Linked DNA regions of Macaca mulatta: region 2 is linked to region 1. The links are chromatin contacts, called in public Micro-C maps. All regions are on one chromosome and are shown on one strand. Each heading gives the region's core, a stretch centred on a gene start, on an enhancer-like site or on the middle of the called end of the contact. The rest is flanking DNA. Distances are from core to core; before and after follow the strand shown. Region 1 holds the start of CCNB1IP1 (cyclin B1 interacting protein 1). Region 2 holds the start of OSGEP (O-sialoglycoprotein endopeptidase).

The links. Hi-C and Micro-C count contacts between places; a contact is called where the count stands out from the background.
Region 2: a contact with region 1 is called in a Micro-C map of CD4 T cells, with 12 times the contacts expected there. The contact joins the promoter of OSGEP here to the promoter of CCNB1IP1 in region 1. A contact is called at or near these places in 2 of 14 Hi-C or Micro-C datasets (CD4 T cells and fetal cortex germinal zone).

The regions. Positions count from the first base shown.
Region 1 is chr7:93,132,201-93,139,954 of T2T-MMU8v2.0, forward strand. It overlaps CCNB1IP1 (cyclin B1 interacting protein 1), which reads right to left and starts at 4,123. Exons shown (of 6, transcript XM_077940486.1): 1 at 4,098-4,123.
Region 2 is chr7:93,252,959-93,260,712 of T2T-MMU8v2.0, forward strand. It overlaps OSGEP (O-sialoglycoprotein endopeptidase), which reads right to left and starts at 3,062. Exons shown (of 11, transcript NM_001257838.1): 1 at 2,538-3,062; 2 at 48-167. The coding sequence starts at 2,652. It overlaps APEX1 (apurinic/apyrimidinic endodeoxyribonuclease 1), which reads left to right and starts at 3,592. Exons shown (of 4, transcript NM_001258109.1): 1 at 3,592-3,671; 2 at 3,877-4,064; 3 at 4,564-4,756; 4 at 4,887-5,588. The coding sequence starts at 3,614. The coding sequence ends at 5,404. It overlaps PIP4P1 (phosphatidylinositol-4,5-bisphosphate 4-phosphatase 1), which reads right to left. Exons shown (of 7, transcript NM_001194893.2): 4 at 7,530-7,635; 5 at 7,291-7,343; 6 at 7,109-7,199; 7 at 5,633-6,612. The coding sequence ends at 6,469.

The DNA.
Region 1 (7,754 bases), core at 2,873-5,372:
CCTAATTTATTACCTAATTAATTACCTAATTAATTACCTAAATTACCTAACTAGTAAGGGCTAGGATTTAAATTCAATTCCATCAAAACTCCATACTCTTTTCACTTCACCATGATACTTCCTACAGAAAATAAGCAGAGCTAAAGATGGTTTGCTTTAAAATGTAAAGCAGTGATATGCTAGCTAGCTCAGAAGGTTGGAAAGAAACTGAAGCATTTTAAATATCTCAGACAGATATGATCAAAATGTTATTTTACTCCTTCCTTGCCCTACATTTCTATAGTGCTTTAACTATGTAAAATGTTTTCAGATCAGCAGGATTCAAGGTTAACTAAGAGAATGAAGACAAGCAGCAAGACATGGTGTGAAAGGTTTCTACAGTTTTAACAATGTCTACCTTAAAACTCCTTGATCTCTCCAAACCCAAAATCAGTTTTTTTAAAAAGGAAATTAAAAAAAAAAAAACTACTTGATCTAAGTATTCTTACAGGATAATACTTATAGGTTGAAAGGAACAACTTCTCTATTAATCTCAACTCACAAACAAAACCCAGATTGCAAAAGGCCTGATCTTTTTGTTCTGACACATAGCACAAAGCCTGGCACATAAATCCTGATGTTAAATATGGGATACCTTTCGCAATGGGTGATGCCCCCTGCAGGATTCTAGTCATGCATGCTTCAACAAGTGTCATTCCAACACACAAAGGACATTTCGTATTTACTAAGTATTTTGGAAATGCTCCATAAACAATCAATGATCCCAGCATTTTGTTGACTGTGGGCAGTAATCACTTCAAAGTACTAGTGTTCATAGCCAAAAAGTACATTTTATATGTGTGAACAGATGCTTCATGAAGGCCTAATACAAACTACAAATTGATACTAAATCAGCAGATACTTGTGTTAAGATTTCATTACCATTCCATTTGACTCTATTCCAATTTATTCAGTGCCACCTAGCATTACAGGATACAATGGTAACTCAAAGAATCTCTAGGCTAGGCGTTTTAGATAGAAAAGGCACACATACGTGTAATAAAGAGAACTTAAGGCAGCTTATGTGATCAAAATTCAAGTACCAGGCTTTAGGTCCCATCAGTCTTTAACCCTTTCTGTTGAGAATATCCAAATTCAAGCCCATGATTTTCAGGGGGTCTACAGATGGGCCAGTGCTGGACTGGCACACAGGGTGCTGGACTTCCCTCCTCAGTGGATTTCATCTTCAACCTGAAACAAAATGAAAACACAAAATTTTGTTCATACGAAGTAAATACTAAACTGATAGCTTGGCATAGTTTTCCTTTAGAGATAGTTATATAAGGTACTGCTATCAGAACAGACTCCAAGTTTTAATTCCCACTCACTATCAGAGTTTCCTTCCTTTTTAAGGCAGAATAGTATTCCACTGTACATATGTATCATATTTGCTTTGTCCATTCATCTGTTGATGGACCCTTAGGTCAATTCCACATCTTGGCTTTTGTGAATAATGATGCAATGAACATGGGAGTATAGATATCTCTGACACACTAATTTTATTCCCTTTGAATATACCCAGAAATGGGATTTCTGGATTATATGGTAGCTCTATTTTTAATTTTTTTGAGAAATTTCCATACTATTTTCCATAATAGTTGCACTAATTAATATTCCCTAAAATAATAGATTTTGAAATCATACAAAACTAGATTTTAATCCTGGCTCTCTCATGTATTTGCTGTGCCCATGGGTAAGTTATGGAACTTCTCTAAACCTCAGCTGTCCCCTCTTTAAAATGAGAACAAATACTACATACCTCTTAAAACTTCTGTGAAGACCGAGGTAATAAATACACTTTGCACTGTAGCTGGCATGGTGTTAAATGTTTAATATGTTATTTTTATGTCTTGCCCAAGCTCAACCAGCTAGTGAGTAGAAAGGCAAATATTCTGCCTAAAAATTTCACACTTTTCCACAGCCATAAAAAAAAAAAAAATCATGTCCTTTGCAGCAACTGGAGCTGTTGGATGCTGCTGGAGGCCATTATCCTAAACAAATTTATGCAGAAACAGAAAACCAAGTATCGCATGTTCTCACTTATAAGTGGGAGTTAAATCTTGGGTAGGGAGCTAAATACTGGGTTCACAGGGACATAAGGTTGGGAACAATAGACACTAGGTACTCCAAAAGGAGGAAAGGAGAGAGAGGGGCAAGAACTGAAAAACTTCCTATTGGGTACAATGTTTACTACCTAGATGGCAGAATCAATAGAAGTCCAAACCTCAGCATCATGCAATATATACCCTGTAACAAACCTGCACATGTACCCCATGAATCTACAATAAAAACAAATTTAACAACAAGAAGTCACACTTCTCACAATAACCCAGAAGCCAGAAAGATCACTCATATAGTACTCATAAGGGCCCTTCCAACTCCAAGATAATGGGTCTTTTATTTTTTATTTATTTTTTTTTTTGAGATGGAGTTAGTTTACTCAGAAAATCTACTGAAACAAAAAATGTATCTTTTAAAAAAAATAATTTTTAAAGAATACTATGTGACCATTATAAGGAATGTGGACACTCTACTCATGGAACTTAAGTGGAAAAAGTAAGACACATAGTAGAGTAGGTACAGTAAAAGGGAAGGATACCCACACATATCTGCTTATATGCATAAAATATCTTAGTAACACTGTTATGAGGGAGAGAGGAATTGGATGGCTTAGGGAAGGGGATAAGAAACTTTGATATCTTTTGAATTTTGAATCATATGAATGTATTACCTATTCAAAAAATATATATATGTATATATGTATTCAAAAAATATATATAGTATTCAATATTTTATATATATATATAGTATTTTATATATATATATAAAATATATATATAGTATTTTTTTTTTTTGAGACAGAGTTTCGCTATTATTGCCCATGCTGGAGTGCAATGGCGCCATCTCGGCTCACCGCAACCTCCACCTCCCGGGTTCAAGTGACTCTCCTGCCTCAGCCTCCCGAGTAGCTGGGATTACAGGCTTGCGCCACCACGCCCCAAAAAATAAATTTTAACAATGCTTGAGAATTATGAAAATTATGGGAGGCCTACAAATACCTATTACTACATTCGATTAACTGGTTTATTATTTGTCTTTCTCACACATTCTGCCTGTATGGATTTCCCACACATACATCATATAAAAATTAACATGTATCAAAAGAAAGGAATTCAGTGAAATTACATTCAAGGTCACTAGGCAAAACTTTTTATGAGAAAACAGATATCCAAAATACTTACTGTAAATAAATAAGTACTGCTTACTTCTAAAGGTACCTAACATTTATTACATACCAACTAGAGCCTAGTTTTTATATATTTTATCTGATCTTGGAAAGCTAAGCCTTGGAATGGCTCACTGCTTCTCCCAAGGTCACCAGAGCTGTAAACTGTGGCGCTGCAATTTGAATCTAGAGGCTTGCCCTAAACTAAGGTCCCTGATCTTGTACCACAGCTTTTAAGGACACACTCACCACAGTGGCAACATTAAAAATTAGCAGCTCCTCTTAGGGCTTATCTGTCTTCAGAGTTTGCTGTCCAGGTTCACCAAGAAAGCCGAAATGATCTGAGCAAAAGCCAGGGTAAAGACAAGGTCCGCTACAGTTTCCACAAACCCAGTAAGGACCTGGGCCCTCTAGACACTCACCGGAGAATTAAAATCTACTGAGCTGAACGCCTTCTCCCGAGATCTGACCTCACCCAGAGAGATATAAATCAAAACAGCATTGGGATGATAATATCTTTCCCTCAAAGCAAAATGAAGTCGGCGTTTTCCAAGAACAGACGCACTATGCACATGAAGCACAGTCTATTGTTCCTGGGTCACCAGGACACGGAGATGGAAGGCAAACCCGGTACTGCAGAGGCCCACGTGGAAACAAGCCAGGCAGAGCATTTCACTGCCTTCTCCCAACCTCCACACAGCCGACATTAACCTCCTTGCGACTCACACACACTGCAATGCCGACTTGAAATAAAGGCCTGCCACCTGGGTATATAACTCAAAGGGAAGAGAAATTCAAAACAATTAGAGAGCAAAATTAAGTGCACACTCACCAGCCCACCAAAACGGAGAGGGAAAGAAAGTGGAGAGACAGGAAGTCGCCTTGGGAAATGTCTTCAGAACCTGATTGGCTAATGAGTTCAAGAGGATTCCCTCCTCCTTTACCTTAAAAGGTGCTGAAATGACGTAACCCACTCCACCCCTCTCTATGGACCAGTGATGCTTCTTGCACTATTTTTAGAGTGAACTTCTTAAACCAAGTTTCCTTTTGAGTTAATGTACTTAGGCAAAAACAGACTAATTTTATACACATTCTTGTTTGCGTGGGCCTACTGTATTCTATTCCAAAGAATTTTCATCCCTTAAGAGTAATTTCGTATCCTTTGTGACCTCAACATGGTTAATTTATGCTAGGCAACAGATTCCATTATAAACAGTCTAGATGATTCAAGTTAAAATTTACCTTCATTTTTCCCCCCAGATCCAAAGCTGGCCTGATAAAATTTACCTTCAGGTAATCTTCGAACTAACAGGCTTAGTAGAAAAACAGTAGATGGTTAAGTGTTTTAGGTTTCAAATAAAATTTAGCTGATTTTGAATCTGAACTTGCCACTTATTTGCACACATCTAAGCCTCAGTTCCCTCAACTATAAAAAGAGGGAAAAAAGATGAAATCTGCCTACTCTGATTGTTGTGAGGATTAAGTAAAATAATTTATATAATGTACTCAGTACAATGCCCGGTACACAGTACTCAACAATGTTAGCTGTTATTATTGTTATTACATATTTCTTGTTAGGTTTATCTTCCCAAGTAGGCTATAAACAACTAGAGAGCAAAGTGTACGTTTTACACATCTCCAGACCAAAACAATGACTTTCAGTGCTGAAGACATAAAAAGACAAAATAATTGATTAATCAATTATTTTGACTCCTCACATTGCCCTTCAGTTAAAGTATAGGTTCTTAGTCTGTTAAAAAAAATTTTTTTTTTTTGAAACAGGGTCTCACTTTGTGTCCCAGGCTGGAGTGCAGTGGTGCAATCTCGACTCACTGCAGCCTTGACCTCTCGGGTTCAAGTGATCCTCCTGCCTCAGTACCCCACTAAGTAGCTGGGACTACAGGCATGCACCACCACACCCAGCTAATTTTTGTATTTTTTGTAGAGACGGGGTTTCGCCACGTTGCCCCAAGCTGAAAGATGTCTTTTTAAGCCATAATTAGAGGACTCCCTGGCACAATATTCATCATTATTCTTAATAAATACTAATATAATATATAATAGGGAATACATATACAAATATATGTTATATATACAAATATACATGTAATGTGCAAATATTTGAAGTATAAAAATTAAAGGTATATGAAGAAATGATACAACTCTAACTCATAGTAGTTCTCATTTTTTAATCATTTCATCCTATCCACCCTGCTTCCACCTTACTAGAAATTACCTATTCCTATCGACTTTAGAGTTTACCTGCCCCAAATTTCCCAACATTTAGCATCAAATGCTACTTTGTTGTTTCATAATTGATTTATTGTAACCTCTAGAGTCAAAACGTTTCTTGAATGTTTACTATAAACCAGGAATGATGCTAAGCACTTTATATTCATTACGTTGTTTAATCTTCATATTAACCCAAGAATGTAAGCACTTTCATTATAACTATTTTACCAAAAAAAAAAAAAAAAGGAAACAGAGTTATAGAGATTAAGAAATTTGTCTGTTTAGCAAGTGGTAAAGTCAGGATTCAGATCTCAGTTATTATGGTTTGAATGTCCCCTTCAAAGTTCACGTTGAAATTTAATCCCTAAAGTGGCTGAAACTTAATCCTCATTAGAAGCGGGGCCTTCAAAAGGTGACTGGATTATGAGGGCTCTGCCCTCATGAATAAATTAATCTATTCATGGATTAATAGGTTATCATGGGAGGGGAACTAGTGGCTTTAAAGAAAAGGAAAAGAGACTTAAGGATAGCATGTTAGCAGTCTCAGCCTCCTGGCCATGTGATTTCCTGCCATGCCTTGGAACATCACAGGGAGTCCCCTCCAGCGAGAAGTTCAGATGCAACCCAGAGGCAGTCCCTTAACCTTGGACTTCACAGCATCCATAACTGCAAAAAATAAATTTCTTTTTTAAAATAAATTACCCACAGCCTAACCAGCATGGCAAAACCCTGTCTCTACTAAAAATACAAAAATTAGCTGGGTATGGTGGTATGGACTTGTAGTCCCAGTTACTCGGGAAGCTGAGGTGGGAGGATCGATCACTTGAACCTGGGAAGCGGAGGTTGTAGTGAACCAAGACTGTGCCACGGCACTCCAGCCTGAGTGACAGAGTGAGGCCCTGTCTCAAAAACTAAATAAATAAATAAATAACCCAGGCCTGGTGCGATGGCTCACACCTGTAATCCCAGCACTTTTGGAGGCCGAAGCGGTCAGATCTCTTGAAGCCAGGAGTTCGAGACCAGTTTGGCCAACATGGTGAAACCCCATCTCTACTAAAAATACAGAAAAATTAGCCAGGCATGGTGGTGCACACCTGTAATCCCAGCTACTTGGGAGGCTGAGGCAGTAGAATCGCTTGAACCAGGAGGTATAGGTTGCAGTGAGCCAAGATTGCGCCACTATACTCCAGCCTGGGAGACAGAGCAAGACTTTGTCTCCAAAAAATTAATTAAAAAACAAACAAACTAATAATTAAGTGACCCAGTTTCAGGTATTCTGTTATAAGCAACAGAAAACAAACTGAGACAGCAGCCATCCAACTTGAGAGCCCAAACTCAACCACCACATTACACTGCCTCCTATTGTATGATTTCAGAAAACCTTAGAAAGTACAATATTATTTTCAAATTCCCATTAAATATCTATCATCTCTTTATGATATTCTGTATTCCAGGTTTTAATACTCATAACAATCCATTATGAAATTCTCTTCAGCTGGTAACATCAAAAATTTGTGCTCTGTAAAATAACTTTGAAATTGTTTAAAAGTAGATAGATTCCTGGGGCCAGGCGCAATAGGTTACATCTGTAATCCCAACACTTGGTAGATGGAGGCAGAAGGATCACTTGAGCCCAAGAGTTTGAGAGCAGCCTGGACAGCATGGTAAAACAACTGTCTCTACAAAAAATAAAAATAAAAAATTGCCAAGAGTGGTGATGCTTCTGTAGTCCCAGCTACTAAGGTAGGCTGAGATGGGAGAGAGCATGAGCCCAGAAGGTAGAGGTTGTAGTGAGCTGTGTTTACGCCACTGCACTCCAGCCTGGGCAACAGAATGAGACCCTATCTCAAAAAAAAAAAAAAGTAGATTCCTGGGACATACCTTCAGAGATTCTAAATCAGTGGGTGGGACTCAGGAATATGTATTTTAATAAGCACCCTCAGGTACTTCTGGTAGATTTGAGGCTCACCCTTTGGAGAACACGGACTGAATGGCTATCGTTTAAGGATGTTATCACTGAAAGGGTGGTGGGGGTGAGGGATAAAAGACTACACACTGAGTACAGTATACACTGCTCGGGTGATGGGTGCACTAAAATCTCAGAAATCACCACTAAAGAACTTATTCATGTAACCAAATACCACCTGCTCCCTAAAAACCTATTGAAATAAAAAATAAATTTTAAAAAAGGAAAAAAGAGATGTTATCACTGCTGCAGTGAGTAAACTCTTGGAAAAGGTAGCACTCTTTTTTTTAT
Region 2 (7,754 bases), core at 1,812-4,311, 120 kb after region 1:
AGGTTGCAGGTATATTCCTCCATCGTTGACCACTCTCCCAGCCATACCCTTGGTGTATGCAATGCAATCGATATCCTGGGAGGTTAATCCAGACTCTGTTAGTGCCTCCTGCAGCAGGTCTAGGATAACAGCTCGGTGATGCCTGGCTGTATCACCTGGAAGGAATCCTAGAAAATGAACACAGGTCAGAGATCACAGGGATTTTTGGTAGCAAAAGTAGGTAGGAAGTTAAAGAAAGCAACAGGAGGTTTAGTGATGTAGTAAGAGTCCTTTCACTTTCCCCAAGCATCCTATCTTCCACATTTTCGGATACACTCTTTCCAGCTTCTATATAGGCTGTTCAACTTTCAGAAATTCTCTTCCTCTTACCCTACTCAGCCTTCATGTCTCAATGCAAGTGGTATCTACCCATACCCTTTGGTGATCTTTTTTTTTTTTTTTTTTTTTTTTTTGAGACGGAGTCTAGCTCTGTCACCCAGGCTAGAGTGGCCTGGTGCGATCTCGGCTCACTGCAAGCTCCACCTCCTGGGTTCATGCCATTCTCCTGCCTCAGCCTCCCAAGTAGCTGGGACTACAGGTGCCCACCACTGCACCCGGCTAATTTTTTGTACTTTCAGAAGAGACAGGGTTTCATTGTGGTCTCGATCTCCTGACCTCATGATCCACCCGCCTCGGCCTCCCAAAGTGCTGGAATTACAGGTGTGAGCCACCGCGCCCCGCCTTTTTTTCTTTCTTTTGAGACGGAGTCTTGTTCTGATGCCCAGGCTGGACTGCAGTGGCACGATCTCGGCTCACTGCAACCTCCGCCTCCTGAGTTCAAGCAATTCTTCTGCCTTAGCCTCCCAAACAGCTGGGACTACAGGCGACGCCACCACACCCAGCTAATTTTTGTATTTTTAGTAGAGACGGGGTTTCACCATATTGGCCAGGCTGGTCTCAAACTCCTGACCTCGTGATCCGTCTGCCCTGGCCTTCCAAAGTGCTGGGATTACAGGCCTGAGCCATCGCGCCCAGCCTGGTGACCTTCTTTCTCTGTGACCCTACAGAACTCTGTGCATGATGATGTCATTTATTTAACAATTACAACATAATAATTTTCTGTGGTTTGCTCAGCTTAATCATGAGTATCTCAAAGCAATAAGTATTTTATCTTTGTATTCCCAGTGCCCAAGTGCCTAGAGGAGTGAATGCTAAACATACATACCTATTTCTAATGAGTAATCTGTCACATCACCTGTTCAGGGAGGCTTTTCAGATACATGGAAATCAGTTGCCCCTCTCCTATGTATGCAAGTGTTTGAGGGGAGAGTAGGCAAGATACAATGGCTTATTAAAAGTTGTAATGTGTTTTGTACTTTCTTTTTTCTTTTTTATTTTTTTGAGACGGAGTTTCACTCTTGTTGCCCAGGCTGGAGTGCAATGGCATGATCTCGGCTCACCACAACCTCAGCCTCCCGAGTAGCTGGGTTAACAGGCATGTGCCACCACGCCCGGTTAATTTTTTATATTTTTTAGTGGAGACAGGGTTTCTCCATATTGGTCAGGCTGTTCTTGAACTCCGACCTCAGGTGATCCACCCCGCCTGGGCCTCCCTAAGTGCTGGGATTACAGGCGTGAGCCACCACACCCAGACGTGTTTGGTACTTTCATCTAATCTTCAACACCTAATGATACAGGTATTATTCCCATTTTAAAAACAAAGACTAGGCCCGGGCGGTGGCTCATGCCTGTAATTTTCACACTTTGGGAGGCTGGGGTGGGCGGATCATGTGAGGTCAGGAGTTCGAGACCAGCTTGGCCAACATGGTGAAGCCCCGCCTCTACTAAAAATACAAAAATTAGCTGGGTGTGGTAGCACACACCTGTCTGTAGTCCTAGCTACTCGGGAGGCTGGGGTAGAAGAATCTCTTGAATCTGGGAGGCAGAGCTTGCAGTAAGCCGAAACCGTGCCATTGCATTCCAGCCTGGGCAACAGAGCAAGACTGTCTCAAAAACAAATTAAAATAAAAAATAAAGACCAAATGTCCAAAACATAAATATTTAATGTGAATACAGCACAGCCAGCCAGTTCTCTGACATGTAAGCTGGGAGTCTTTCCACTCTCATCTCTCTACTCATCCTAGAATATTTCAAAAAATAAAAATTTTTAAAAAAGGAGTGTATATTCAGGGCAACTGGAATATATACTCCTGCTAAGCGTTTTTTAAACAGAATATTTCGAGTCCATCTCTATTACACTGTTTATCATGCTGTAGTATAAACATCTATTTATATGTCTGACTCCACAGCAGTATCATAACATCTATTTCTGAATGCTTAGCACATAAAATGAGCTCAATAAACGGTAAACGAACTCATCAGATCCACGTCCAAGTGCTTGTAACTCTTCTAGTCATCAGCCTTGTGACGTTAATAATATCACATAATTTCAATAAGACTCAGATCAAAAGCTGCACCTCACTAGTATTTAGGAAGATGGAAGGCTGATTTTCTGCGGGGAAGTGCGCCGAAAACTCTTAACTCCCCTACTCACCCACCTGTGCCCGGAGGCGTGACATAAGTCCGCCGCGGGTTCGCCAGCACCTTGCCATCCCGCACCACACCCACGCCAATCTTATTGGCGCTGCCTTCAAAACCCAGCACCGCCGGCATGGCGGAGCCTGGGAGAAAACGCCGACAGGACTCCTAGCAACGTCAGGAGCTGTGGAAGTCCTCACTAGTCTGCGCTGGGCCGCAGCTTTCCGGAGCGCAGAAGAAGCGGGCTAGCCTGCAGATAACAGTGGGAAAGACAGCGCAGAACTCCCGCGAGCGGAGACCCGCCAAGGCCCCTCCAAGGACCTGTCTTCCTAACTGCCAGGGACGCCGAGCCGACTCTGTGCTTTACAATCCTATCCGTTTTCCTATATCTTTCCCGTGGTCCAGCCCAACCTTCTCCACTTTTTTTTCCCTTTGCACAGCGTTAGACTCTTAAGTCAGAGTCAAACAATGTGCCGTGCGTCGGGCACAACGATAAACAGCCCGAACGAGGGTTGGGGCCCTAGGTCTCCTAGAGAATTAGTTGAGAGAGGCAAGGCCAAGCGACTTCGTCACGTGGTGTCAGACAGACCAATCACGCGCATTCTTCGGCCATGTGACGCGTGCCTCTGATCACGTGACCAGGTCCGCTACCCACGTGGGGGGCTCAGCGTGCATCCTTCTTTGTGCTCGGGTTAGGAGGAGCTAGGCTGCCATCGGACCGGTGCAGATACGGGGTTGCTCTTTTGCTCATAAGAGGGGCTTCGCTGGCAGTCTGAAGGGCAAGCTTGAGTCAGGACCCTTAATTAAGATCCTCAATTGGCTGGAGGGCAGATCTCGCGAGTAGGGTACAAGGCACTATGAAATGATCTAGTTACGTGGGTGAGGGGCTGAAGGGCCTATGATGCACGGAGGCGGGGAAAGGATTTAGAGATAACATGGTTTGAAAGGCGGGACCTGGTGCGGGGACGCTCTTGAGAGGAGTCTTCTCCCCAGGCTTAGCTGGTTTCATGATTTCTTTGCGTCTGTAGGCAACGCGGTAAAAATACTGCTTTGGTGGGCGACGCGGTACAGGTGCCGAAGAGCGTTCGTTACGGGAATGCCGAAGCGTGGGAAAAAGGGAGCGGTGGCAGAAGACGGGGATGAGCTCAAGACAGGTAAGAATGAAATGAGCCCCTCTTCCTAGAAGCTACGGCGGGGTTGTTTGTAATTCCCTTGATGAACGGTAAGTACCGGCCAACTCATTTTTGCAGGGGTTTGTGAAGACGCAGTAACCGCAGGCTTTCGTTGGGTCCATAGCTAACGCCGGATCGCGGTTGGAAACCACCCACTTTTTATCAATATATATTACTCATTTTATAGAGCCAGAGCCCAAGAAGAGTAAGACGCCCGCAAAGAAAAATGACAAGGAGGCAGCAGGAGAGGGCCCAGCCCTGTATGAGGACCCCCCCGATCAGAAAACCTCACCCAGTGGCAAACCTGCCACACTCAAGATCTGCTCTTGGAACGTGGATGGGCTTCGAGCCTGGATTAAGAAGAAAGGATTAGATGTGAGTGGTGTTTGAGGGGAAGACACATTCTTTAGTATTGAATGATCTTAGGGTTTAGTCATCCCTTTTCTCCGTATAGCCTTCAGGCTGTTTTTTCTCCTGCCTGCAGTTTTCGGTGGGGCTTCCCCAGTCTTGCCAGTTGTATTTCCTAAATGTCTGCTCCTTCACTTCCATTGCCATTTTCTTTTTTAATGTTCTCTCCTCTTCCCAGAATGTTGCAAAAACCTTTTACTATACTTCCTCCATTTTATCTTCAGCATGTCCTCCATTTCATTAATTATAGCTTAAAAATCTTAGCTTGCCTATAGAAAAAACACATTCATAGTATAGCACGTAAGACTTTACCTCTGTTTTCATTTATCTAGCTTCGAATTGTTTAAATATTATTTAACCTCGAACTGCTTGACTGTTTAACCTGTGCATATTTATGACTTGGCATATATTCAATAAATGTTCTGCTGAATTGATAATACATTTTCCACCTTTCTTTTACTTATAGTGGGTAAAGGAAGAAGCCCCAGATATACTGTGCCTTCAAGAGACCAAATGTTCAGAGAACAAACTACCAGCTGAACTTCAAGAGCTGCCTGGACTCTCTCATCAATACTGGTCCGCTCCTTCGGACAAGGAAGGATACAGTGGCGTGGGCCTACTTTCCCGCCATTGCCCACTCAAAGTTTCTTATGGCATAGGTGAGACCCTATTGATGCCTAATGCCTGAACTCTTCAAGACCAATTGCTAATTCTCCATCTCTCCCCCACCTCTTGATTGCTTTTCCTTTTCTTACAGTTTTTTATGCTAATTCTGTTTCGTTTCTGTAGGCGAGGAGGAGCATGATCAGGAAGGCCGGGTGATTGTGGCTGAATTTGACTCGTTTGTGCTGGTAACAACGTATGTACCTAATGCAGGCCGGGGTCTGGTACGACTGGAGTACCGGCAGCGCTGGGATGAAGCCTTTCGCAAGTTCCTGAAGGGCTTGGCTTCCCGAAAGCCCCTTGTGCTGTGTGGAGACCTCAATGTGGCACATGAAGAAATTGACCTTCGCAACCCCAAGGGTAACAAAAAGAATGCTGGCTTCACGCCACAAGAGCGCCAAGGCTTTGGGGAATTACTGCAGGCTGTGCCACTGGCTGACAGCTTTAGGCACCTCTACCCCAACACACCCTATGCCTACACCTTTTGGACTTACATGATGAATGCTCGATCCAAGAATGTTGGTTGGCGCCTTGATTACTTTTTGTTGTCCCACTCTCTGTTACCTGCATTGTGTGATAGCAAGATCCGTTCCAAGGCCCTCGGCAGTGATCACTGTCCTATCACCCTATACCTAGCACTGTGACACCACCCCTAAATCACTTTGAGCCTGGGAAATAAGCCCCCTCAACTACCATTCCTTCTTTAAACACTCTTCAGAGAAATCTGCATTGTATTTCTCATCTATAAAAATAAGAATCCTACAACCAGGCTCCTGTGACAGATTTAGAGTTCTTTTAAGCCCAAGAGTTTTTATTTGAGGGTTTTTTCTTTTTTAAGAAAAACTGAACAAAGACTACTAATGACTTTGTTTGAATTATCCACACAAAAATAAAGAGCCATAGTTTCAGCCTTGCTGTCTTTGTGTCTTACCCCTTCGTGGGGCTACACATTCCCTTCCTCGTATTTTCGTGCATACAAGTTAACAACTGAAAAAGGGTAGAGTCATGACCTTATTTATTTACAAGCACAGGATAAGTCCCTAATCTCCCCCAAAGACTGAGCAACTCTACCCAGCCCAGTTAAATACTGCAACTGGGAGGGGGGGGGGGGTAAAAAAGGTTGGAAGGAGGAATTAAGGGAAATACAGGAATAGGGGAACATATCCCACATTAAATAGTTATATACACATCAGTTCCTGTGGTTCTGTACAGAGCAGCGGCTGACCCCACCCCCACAGGAAACAATGTGGGGAGAGGAGACTGAGGGTACTGAGGCCAGAGCCAACCTCTGGTGAAGTGCAATAGCAGCAGCAAAGTCCTAATGGTGCACAAGAGGGAGGGGAACCCCCAGGGCTACCCACCCCCACCCTGCCCTGGAATGTGTAAGGGACAGGAATGGCTCTCAGGGAGCACACAGGAAGGACAAGGCTGGAACCGTCTTTAGGACCCAGTTTTAAGGGCAACGTTTTGCCTACTTCACCCTAGACACAGCAACCCTTGGAGGAAAGCAGATGGTCAGCAGTGCTCTTATCTGCCCCTCCAAACCTAAGTGAGGGCCTGGTTCCTTCCTACCTCTCCCCAGGGAAAAGGAAGGCAGCTGCTTGGCTTCCTTATAGAAGCCCCGGGAGCCTTTAACTACCCCAGCTCCCTTCGTAGTGTCACTGTCCCCACCAGGGAGGGGCCAGGCACAGTCTGTGGGTCATCAGGCTCAGGAGAAGTTCTGGACAGGGTGGCTGACCTTCATACAGGCCCAATAAAGGGCCCGGCCCAAACACAGCACAGCCAACAGGATGACAAATGCCCAGGCTGCATAGATGCCTCCATATCGCCGTGCATGCTTCCATGTGCCAAACTGATGAAGGTAAGGAGGGAGAAGAAAAGAAAGATGGGGTTAATGTTGGTCTCCACTACCTCCTATTAGTCCTAAGAACAGTAATAACTCATGCTTCAGTCCTTGTTTCTTATCCACATATAGCCACCCTCAGGGACCTTCTTAAAGGCAGAGCTGTTCAGCTCCCTTCCCTTAGGCAGTAACATACTCATCCCATCCCACACTGTATCTCAGTTTTTCTTCATATCTGACAACTGAGCCAGGTTTGCAAATAGCAACTCTTAAATTAAGCACTTCACTGTCCTATCCTCATCCTACAGACAAAGGATGGCTATTTTGCACTCTTAGTAGTAATAAAGTCTGTTTGATCAGCCACCTTACACTTTAGCTCATCCATATCTTAAAACAAACTACTCCCCCAAGTTTCTTCCACTTTTTTTAAGGGTAGCAATTTCCCAAATCTTAGCCTATGGAGATGAGGCTGCAGAATGAAAGAGACTGGGGCAAGGGTACTCACAGCAAGGCCAGTGGCAGTGACTGCCAAAAGCAAGCCAAGCAAGAAGCAGCAGATACATCTCTTACGTGGGTATCTGCGCCCAATAGATGACCTGTGGGGAGGCAAATAGAAATGGATGCTTTCTACAGCCATAGAGTTTTTACTCCATACATCAATGACCAGCTCAATCCCTAATCACTTACACTTTCCTGCAGTGAGGACAACGTGCCAAGGTGCGGTCTGTGAACTCTGTCCACTATGGAGAAAGAAAACGAAAATAATAGCACAAGCAGGGTCCCCCTCAATGAGAACCTTGGGGTGGGGATGCAGAACATGTTCCCATAGGACAGACTTTCAGGGGTCATTACCATTACTCCAAGAAATATACTCGAAATGACTCCTAGTCTCCTCTCCCCTCCCCTTCCCAATACCTCTTCCTCACCAGAAAGGTATTCTTGCAATGTCCACAGATAACCCTGACACCCATGGGTTGTGGTTCTGGACTCAGAGGTCCGGGATGCACAGGCCCCAGGTTGATGATTCTTTTGCTATACAAAAGAAAAAGACTTTGTTTGAAAAGTTTTTAATCCTAAAAATCTTCACACAGTCCCTGTTTCACATCCTCCACTCCCTGCCAATCAAGTCACTCGACTTTGTACACTTAAAA